Regions from separate parts of the Sus scrofa genome. Here region 2 is linked to region 1. A link is a contact called in public Hi-C data. All regions are on one chromosome and are shown on one strand. Each heading gives the region's core, a stretch centred on a gene start, on an enhancer-like site or on the middle of the called end of the contact. The rest is flanking DNA. Distances are from core to core; before and after follow the strand shown.

Evidence for each region. Hi-C and Micro-C count contacts between places; a contact is called where the count stands out from the background.
Region 2: a Hi-C map of omental adipose tissue shows a contact between it and region 1, with 2.4 times the contacts expected there. The contact joins two enhancer-like sites. A contact is called at or near these places in 3 of 5 promoter capture datasets (fetal liver, fetal skeletal muscle and liver), 12 of 47 Hi-C or Micro-C datasets (alveolar macrophages, embryonic fibroblasts, fetal skeletal muscle and 7 more) and 1 of 2 datasets of contacts at active chromatin or transcription factors (skeletal muscle).

The regions. Positions count from the first base shown.
Region 1 is chr6:8,018,210-8,022,980 of Sscrofa11.1, forward strand. The region is part of intron 3 of LOC106510465; the gene reads left to right. Among named protein-coding and RNA genes, the nearest start is that of DYNLRB2, 360 kb to the left of the region's middle. Within about 2 kb of position 2,647, at least 3 of the 83 cell types and tissues checked have an H3K27ac peak or open chromatin away from gene starts, as enhancers often do. A contact at or near this core is called in omental adipose tissue, where this site is marked.
Region 2 is chr6:8,455,670-8,460,440 of Sscrofa11.1, forward strand. No RefSeq gene overlaps it. Among named protein-coding and RNA genes, the nearest start is that of MAF, 11 kb to the right of the region's middle. Within about 2 kb of position 2,437, at least 14 of the 83 cell types and tissues checked have an H3K27ac peak or open chromatin away from gene starts, as enhancers often do. A contact at or near this core is called in omental adipose tissue, where this site is marked.

The DNA of each region.
Region 1 (4,771 bases), core at 1,397-3,896:
CTTTATGGAGAAACTCTCCAGGGGCCCCTCTGCCGGCCTCAGCTGGTGGGGGGTCCCAGACCTCGCTCAGGGAGGCTCCTCCTTCTGCAGGGCGGGCTCCGAAAACAAGAGGCAGAAATTTCTGGGAACTGGGGTGACGGCTCCAACAGAGAAAGGAGTATGAATATTTCATTAAGGTGGTTCAAGTTATCAAACAACATGACAAAACCAAATGTGTTGGCAGGAATCTGAGAAGCACATTAACATGGGTAAAAATAGTGGAAAAAGAGGCCCAGAGTGGGGACAGCCTCAGGGCGAGCCCCCGAGGGGTGCTGAGCAGAGGGCCCAGTTCTGCCAGCCCCTCCAGGGTGGCCTGAAGTGCTCCCCCCACTCCCCCCACTCCAAACACATTCCAGAGCGGGGCTCAGAAATGGCAGGACCTGGGGAGGGGGGTCTTTCCCCACCTCAGGGACTCTGGCTTTTGAGTCTGGGGGTTCCAGAAGCTGAGGGGCTCTTAGGCACTGCTCCCCTGGTCTGAGGGGCACAAGAGGCTGAAAGAGGCTTTGCACCCAGAGCTACCCCAGGAGGCGGCCCTTGAGTCTCCCAAGTCCGAGCAGGGGATCAAGGTCAGACGTACTGAGACCTGTTTGTCACCGTGAGGATGGGCTCCACGTGGGGTCCCCTGCCACCTCTGGACCACCACCAGGCCAGCTGTTTCCCAGGCCTTTCCCTGACGTGTCCCCTCTGGCTGAAGGACAGGAGCACACAAAGGCCCCTTTGTTCAGCTTCCACCGAAAGCTCTTAAGACATCTTGCCTCTGTATCTTGTGTGTCTCCCTTCATACAACTCAAGGCCACTTGTGTAGAGACTACTTGTGTGTAATTTCTGTATGAAATAGTAACATAGCCACATGCATTGAACTTAGCACTCTGCATATTTAATTTCTCATAAAGCTCTGATGTAGATAATATTATTATCCCCATTGACAGACTAGGACATTGAGGCTTAGAGCGGTTCCTCTCCAAAGGCACGCTGCTTGTAGATGTCAGAGAGGAATTGGGGTGTACGTTCCTTTGACTCCAGAGTCCTCCTCAAGCCGCCTTGGCTGGAGAATGTGTCAAAACCCTGTGGTTCCCAATTCCCTGACCGTCCTAGAGAGAAGCATGGGGCAGGGGACCTCCTGAAGAAGCCACAAAGTGAGGCCATGGGAGCAGGAGAAAACCAGGTGGTTTCTGAAGTTGGCTATTCGTGTGAGGCACTCGGCAGACCGCTCATCTGCCTAGAGCCTCAGGTTTCTCTAGTTGCTGTGAAAACCGACTAAAGAAGAATCAGTGTTGTGCCAGGCCTGGTGTCTGGCTCACAACTGGTGCTCAGTACACGGTAGAGCCGCATGTTGCTTCCTCGGCCCAGCTCCCCACGGTTCTCGACAGGGTTATTTCTTATGCCCAGGAAGAGTTTCTTCAGAGAGGCTGTGACTGGTGACTCCAAACCCAAGTTCTGTGTCACTCGGATGTTCTTTGCCTGCACCTCGAACTCCTCCTGTCTCAGCACTTTCCACATTGCTCTGTAGATTGTTTACTTACCCACATATCTCTCCTCAGCTGAGGACTTGATGTGGCAGGAAGTGTGTCCAGCTGGTTCACTGTGGAAAATCAAGGTATCATCTAAGAGCCTAAAATGCTAAAGTGATTGATGGGTATCTGTTGCTGTGTAGACGTATTGATGGATGGATGGGAAGGTGGATGGATGGATGAGTGGGATGGAGGGAGTGAGGGATGGATAGAAGGACGGATGGATAGGTAGATGAAAGGAGGACTCATGGGGAGAGGGATGGATGGATGGAAGGATGGGTGAGTGGGTGGGAGGACTAAGGGTTCAGTGGAAGGCTGGGTGAGTGGATAGATGGAAGAATGGACCAAGGTGTAGAGGGGTGGATGGGTGGTTGGATGGATGGATGAGTGGATAGAAGGACTAATGGATGGGTGGACGGGTGAATGGATGGGAGGTTCAGTGTGAGGGTGGATGGACTGCTGGGTGAGCTGGATGAATCATTTGATGTACAGATAGCTGAAGTACCTTGGATTATAACATTCCATCACGTGCACACGCACTGGTGTTTTCAGGAACACTGTCCTGTTGACTCTTGACTTTTCGGCTTTTACCTTCCTGAGACAGGTAGGAGCATTTCCCAAGGATGGCCCTGCCCCAGTAGAAAAGGGCTACTGTCCAGCCCTTACCTCCCTGGGCAGGGCCAACCTTGGGTATTTCCTAAACCTTCTGTTCCTTCACAAACTTACAGAAAGAAAGTTTTGAATATTTCTTTTTGGTAAGAATCGATGCCAAACTCTGTCACACATTGCCGCAAGCTTTCCTCCAGTCTGGAAAAGGGGCTGCTTAGGATTTCTGGAATCTTAAATTCCGCCTTTTTTGGTGTCTATGGGAAGGCGGGAGACTGAGAGCAGCTGACGATCAGGTTGCTGATTGCTCCACTGACCAGGAGACATCCCCACGGCCCTGCACTGCATGCTGGGTACGTGGGGGCTGCGGTGCTGGAGTCTGGGTCTCGGCAGTGCCGGGGTCCCAGCGGGGAGAGATCGGGGCTCAGGGAGAAGTGAGGGAGGGCAGGGCCAGTGGAACACTCTCAAGATAATCTGCTGCTCTTATCTCGACAGTACGTTTCCCCAACATGCATACTCAATGTACTTGAACTTGCAACCTTGGCAGCAAAATAACAGCTTTAATCTTTTGGGCCCCACGGGAGGCAGATTTTGGTTTGGAGAAGGCTTGGCGGGCGACCCATCCTGGGCTGGATCTCAGAGACCAAGCTGTGTCCTTCTCACCTCCTTTTCTCCTCCATGGCACTCGTCCTCACTCCTGAACCTCTCACTCAGGGGTCTCTCTCCCCCCACCCCCACACCCCCAGAAAGCTCTCAAAGTGGAATCAGATCAGTGCAGATCCACAGAGGTATGAAGGCCCGAAAAAGCTCTCGGCCACACCAGTGATTGGAATCATTCCTGGGGTCTGAAATTCCCATTTGCATTTGGCCAAAGAAATTCATATCTTAGATTCCCCAAGAAAGGAGGGGGTGGAGGTGGCCTGTCCAGAACTATTGCGTTTACTCCCTGTGGGAAAGAGAAACAGGATAAAATGAAGGGTGGAAGGAAGAGAGGGGAGCCAAGGAGGAAGGGAAGAAGGGATATTTGAAAGGACGGGCGGAAAGAAGAGCGGGCATGGCGTGTGATGTTTAGGGAGCATCTGTGTCAGTCAGGGTCTGAGCACATGTTCAGACGTCTTCTCTGATGTCCACAGCAGTCCGGCCAGGCACATTGGTTGACGCACGTTTGCTAGATGAGGGAAACGAGGCCCAGCAAAGTCAGCTCAAGTCAAGCCCAGCCTGAGGTCACACAGCAGCTGGAATTGGCTGCCTCCTGTCTCTCCCTCTTGTCTCTCCCTTTTGCTGTGATGAGGTGGCCAAGCATGGCCTGCTGAGGGGTCAGTGGGACAGCATGTCACTGTTAGGCGGTGACCAGGGCCTCTTTTTTGAGGTGACTCCTCCTTCTGAAACTCAGATGCTGAAATTGTCAGGCCTTAGAACCCACCACCTGGAGACGGCGGCCCAGTGAGAGGAAAGCTCTCGTCCAGGGACCTGCAGTTGTGTGAGGCAAGAGCTGGGCCCTGGTCTGTAGCCTCTGGAAGCCCAGCATGGCTGTGCGGGGCCTGATTGGAGGCTCCAACTCCGTTCTTGTGTGGAAGTAACCCAGGAGAACGAGATGGAGGGTGTGAGGTGATGACTTCCAGGCAGCCACCTTCACATAGCTTCTCTGTGATGGGGGATCGCTGTGGTATTCCTTTCAGATACCGCTGCGTGGTCCAGAACGTCACCTCATCCTTTCGGTCTATTAGACTATTTTGCAGACATTACTAGAAAGCATTCTGAAGCTATCAGCTGTATGCAGTGACCTTCGGCTTCAGAGGGAAGTTCATGGGCATGTTACTTTGACCTCCATAGATTGAGGTTGGTCCTAGGGGCTGATAGGGATTCCAGGAAAAGAAGGCTGATAAGGTGTAGGGAGAAAGACACCTGGAGTCAGGAGGCTTGACTGGTTGGTGCTCACGCTTTGACTAAACTTCCTGCTGACAGTCTTCTCATTTTTTAAAGCAAATGAAGATGGTACACCCAGGCTTTCCCGGAGCCTTCTTTCACCCAGTGCTCGTAACGGTGGCTCTGAGCAAGGGTCTCGCCCGTGGGGGGCCTTTGGATTGTCCCCTTCGATGGGAATAAAACCCAGTTCCTTAGAGTGGTCTGTGGGGCCACTTCTCAGACCCTTGATCCTCCAACCTCTCCTGCCCCCCCATCCCTCTCAGGTCCTCAGAGCATCATGCGGCCCCTTCTGCGGGCGCCCGTCCTGGGACGCCATCGACACCCCCCTTTTCAGGCCCACTTCCTCCTCTGCCTTGGTCTCGTCCCTATTGTAATTTCCCCAGGAGAGCATTTATTGAGCCTCACATGCGTGTCTCCTTCTGTGTGTGTCTTCTCTCCCTCAGAACTCCCCTAATCATACTTTTATTTATGAATTACCTTAAAGAACAAACAACAAAAAAACCCCTTAATGGGAAACACCATCAGCTTTGGGATCGCGTTGGGTGATGCTGGTCATTGTATTCCTACACTGAGAATGAATATGTGATAGAGTCACACCCGTGTGTGTTTGTATGAATGAACTGATGGAGAGAGGGATACAGAGGGAGAGCTGGAGGGGGGCAAAGATGATCCCCAGATGTGGCTGACTT
Region 2 (4,771 bases), core at 1,187-3,686, 440 kb after region 1:
GAAGGCCAAAAAAAGGCGGGGAGCTCATTGGCACACCACATGCCCTGAAAACTGAACCTCAAAGACCATGCAAAGAACTCGGAGATCACACTACAAGGAAACAGCAGGAGCCCACCTTGAACCCACGGTACCTGATGTCTACTTCATGCACTCCAGACACTCCAGAAGGCTCCAAAAGAGAGGTCGAGATACTCCCCATGGGAGACCCACAAACAAAAGGCAGGCGTCAGGGAGGGATCCTGGAAGCAGTGGCAATTGCATTAGCCACTGGCTTTTAGGGAATGCTTATTAGATGCCAGTCCCTGTGCTCAGGACCTTGCACAGGACCTGAGCCTGGGAGTGAGCAAGCTGTGGGCATGGAGAAATGGGGGCAGGGTGGTGATCATGTTTAAAGATTGCAAAAGAGTGTCCGTGTGCCTCGAAGCCCTGGGGAGGCAGCAGTGACTCAAAGCTGGAACCGGGCCCGCTTCGGCGGCAGCGGCAGCCAGATTCGGAGCACAGACAGGACACTTTGGTGCACCCAGGATTTCATGGCTTCCCTGTGTTTATCCAGAATTCCACCCCAGCAAGATTTGCCAAGTTCCACCTGGGTTCGAGGACCCGCACATCTCTCCACCCTGCTTCCACCCAGTTCCAGCTCCGGAGGACATAGGCTAATGGTCGAGCAAGATAACCACCCTGGGAACCGAGGGAGGGGCCCGTTGGACGAGTGAGTGTAAGAGCTGCCTTATTGCAACACCGCAGCCAGCCACCCTGCCCCTTTCAAAGGCATATTTTCTGGGACACTTGGCAGGACCTTCTGTGTGCCTTGGAACTTCAAAAAATGAGGTGAGAGAGTTCCCATTATGGCTCAACAGGTGAAGAATCCGAGGTTGTTTCTGTGAGGATGTGGGTTCAATCCCTGGCCTTGTTCAGTGGGTTAAGGATCCAGCATCGCCGCAAGCTGTGGTGGAGGTGGCAGACGCGGCTCAGACCCAGTGTTGCCATGGCTGTGGCGTAGGCCTCAGCTGCAGCTCCAACTTGACCCCTAGCCTGGGAACTTCCATATGCTGCAGGTGCGGCCCTTAAAAAAGAAGAAGAAAATAAGAAAAAAAGAAAAAAAGGGAGGGGGAAAGGGAAAAAAAGGAAAGAAAAAAGGCAAGGAATCAGTGTTCGTTCAGTCACGTTCCTTGAATAAGCATTTATTGAGCACCTGCTGTGTGCACTGCAGGAGATGAAGGAGGTGGGGAGATAACCATCATTCTGGCTTCAAAAGGCTCACAGGGCAGGTGATACGGCCCCGGGAGGACCCAAAGGCTGTGAGAGCAGAGACCAGAAACCAGCGTGCACCTGAGCCTCAGGTAAAGCTTTTAAGAGGATACCTGAGACAGGAAGAAGGATCTCGAGTGGCCGGAGACGGGGGCAGAGGGATGCTGGGGAGAGGGAGAGTGGCAGGTGGGCAACAGGCTGCAGAAACTCAAGAGAAATGGAAAGAGCGAGGAACTGTGCCAGATTCAGGGGTACCTACGACCGTAAGGCAGGCGCAGCAAAGATAGAAAACGCTTCCATAGCGCCTAGTCCACATGAGGCCCCATCGATGGAAACGGTGTGTGTAACAAGCAGATCCGTCCTTCTCAGCAGCTACCGTGGGGCCGCCTGACGTGTGCCAGGCACAGGGGACACGTGCTCATGGTGATGACAAAAACCCTCTGCACCTTTGACCCCCGAGGAGCCGGGGGCCTAGAGACTGGGTGGACCAACTTGCCCAGATCGCACACTTGGGACAGGGCAAGACTCACACCCTGTGCTGGCCTGGGGCCAAAATGCAGCATCTCCTGGCTGGCGTCTCTCCCCAGGAACCGTCAGCAATGCCTGCGCTACTCCCTGCCGCTCTGCCACCAAGGGCTCTCATCATCGTTATCCTAAACCCCCAGCATCCTCTGGCCTGGAGGTGCAGGAGGGGTTTGCCCCCTCCCCCTGCTCTGCCTCCACCCCCACCCCCGCCACGCTGGCTCTGTCATTTGGATCTCGAAGCTCTCCTGACCTCGTCATGATGACCCGTCAGGGCTTTACGTCCCGGCATGGCAGCCCCGTCTGTGTCACGGGCTTTGGTCCACGCCCACCTACCCTGTATTCAGCCTCGGAGGGCCGAGAACATTCCCTCCCCGCGGCAGTCCAGATCTGTGTAACTCTGCACGCAGTCCAGTCCAGCTCATTTTCAGCCGGACATAGGAGGTGGAGAAGCCAGGGAGGCTTTGCCGAGGTCAGAGGGTGAGTCAGCAGGCCGTGTCCGGGCCGGCCCACCTCCCCCTCCTGCCAGCGCCCACACGGCTCAGCCCTGGTCAGCAGCTCTTCACGGAGCTTGGAGTCCCCGTCACCCACTCCAGAGCCCCGAGGATCCTGGGTCGAGTCTGCTGAAGCGGCCAGTGCCAAGTTCTCAGGCGGGACAAAGACCCCAGACAGCAGGTCATAAATACACACCCCCTCCCTCCTGCTTTCATCCTCTGCTTTCTCTGCAAGGAGGCGAGACAGGAGCCCAGAAGAGCAGATTCTGCATAGGGTTGCACGTTTAGATCCTTTCAAGACAGACCCCGGGGAGCCAGGAGCAGCTCAAAGGTGGACACTGGCAACTCTGAACTCCTCTGTTCAAGAAAACACCTCGGAGCTGCCCGGCTTCAAAACTGGCATCAGGAAGTGGCAGGCAAGGTGTGATGTCAGCCAGCAAAACCGGGGAGGAAGGAAGGGAAGGCAAAGAGCCTTCCACACGCACACAGAGCCCTTCGGCTGAGGTTTTCTAGGTTACATCTATTTTTTATTAGTCTCTGAGGTCCCACCTTCGGACAACTGCGGTATATTTTGACAGGGCAAAGGTTTACAAAGATCAAGGTAGAGGAAACTTCAACCAGTTTATCGAAGAGATGCGCCCCCTTTGACAGGGAGCTCTGTCTACACCATAACAAAGGAAAGTTATTTTAGAATTGATTAGAAGAGTGGGCATCGGACATCCAGATGGGGTGATTTAGTTTAAAATTACCCCGATTGGAGTTCCCATCATGGCGCAGCGGAAATGAATCCGACTGGGAACCATGCGGTTGCGGTTTCAATCCCTGGCCTCCATCAGTGGGTTAAGGACCCGGCGTTGCTGTGAGCTGTGGGGTAGCTCACAGATGCGGCTCGGATCTGGTGTTGCTGTGGCTGGGGTGTAGGCTGGCAGCGACAGCTCCAATGAGACCCCTAGCCTGGGAACCTCCCTAGACTGTGGGTGCAACCCTAAAAAGACAAAAGACCAAAAAAAAATTTACCCCAATTCCCAAAGAGGCCAATTCTAGGGTTGGTTTGTTTGTTTTCAGATTTTGGGGCTATAATTAACAAACGTAAATTGTGTATATTTCAGGATACAGTGTATATTTTGGTAAACGTATACATTGTGAAGTGATCACCACAATCAAGCTAGTTAGATGTGCATTACCTCATATGCTTACTAGTGGCTGTCGTGTGTGTGTGTGTGTGTGTGTGTGTGTGTGTGTGAGAACACTTACGACCCGCCCTGTTAGCAAATTCCAGCATACAGCACAGCTTGGTCACTGTAGCCACTCTGCTGGAGAGTCGATCTCCAGAATTTATTCGTCCTGCATAACCGAAGCGTTGTCCCCTTGGATCTGCATCTCCCCATCTCCTCATCCTTTAGTCCCCGTAGCTGCCGTTCTCAGCTCCCTTCGTGCCTGTGACTTGTTAAGATTCTACACATAAGTGAGATCGCTCCGTGTCTGTCTTTCTATGTCTGCCGTATTTTACTTAATATAGCGTCCTCCGGGTTCATCTGCGTCGTCCCCGAATGGCAGGATCTCCTCCTTTTTATCGCTGAATCATCATCCGCAGTGTGTGTACACCACGGTTTCTCTGTCCACCCCCTGCGGACGGACGCTTAGGTCGTCTCCATACCCTCACGCGTAGAGATAATGCTACCGTAAATACGGGAGAGCAGATATCTCTTTGGGATACTGATGTCATTTCCTGTGGCTGTAGACCCACAAGTGGGCTTGCCGCGTCGTATGGTAGTTCTACTTTTAATTTTTGGAGGCGCCTCCCCGTTCTTTCCGTAGCAGCTGCACCAAGTGACACTCTTGCTCACGAGGTACAAGGGTTCCCCTTTTTGGGCCACATCCTCGACAAGCCTGGTTATCGCTCCTCTGTTTGACCATAGCCATCCTGACGGGTGTGAGGCAGTATCTCATTGTGGTTTTGATTTGCATCCCCCTGTTGATGTGGGGATGGTTTAGGCCCACTTGATTTATTGGGTTTTTTTAATTTTCTAAAGGTTTATTGAAGTCCATTGACGATGTTGTGACCATTTCTGCTGCACAAGAGAGATTCAGTTATACGTGGACACACACGTCCTTTAAAATGTCCACTGAGGGTCTTGAATAATCCAATGGGTCACTTTGCCTATCGCCTGGGGGTTGGGAGGGGCAGTGTCTCCTGGGGTGCCACAGGTGTCATCAAGAACCCAGGGGGAGCGCACCAGCCATTCAGGGAGCTCCCCTGCAGCCTCACGTGGTAGAAGACCCTTCACAGGCATAGTCTCTGAGAGCCCCCCATTTTGCAGGTGTGGGGCCTGCTTCAGAGAGGTTAAGTCACCTAAAAAACACATCAGCTTCATTTGCAACTGTCGTAAAGCAGGGAAGCAAATTAAAGCTAGTCAATGGCACATCCTAGATCCAAAGAGATTCAGACAAGGGAGGAACAGGCCGAATCCAATGAGGGATCCTGCGGGGGGTTGCAGGGTGTCTCG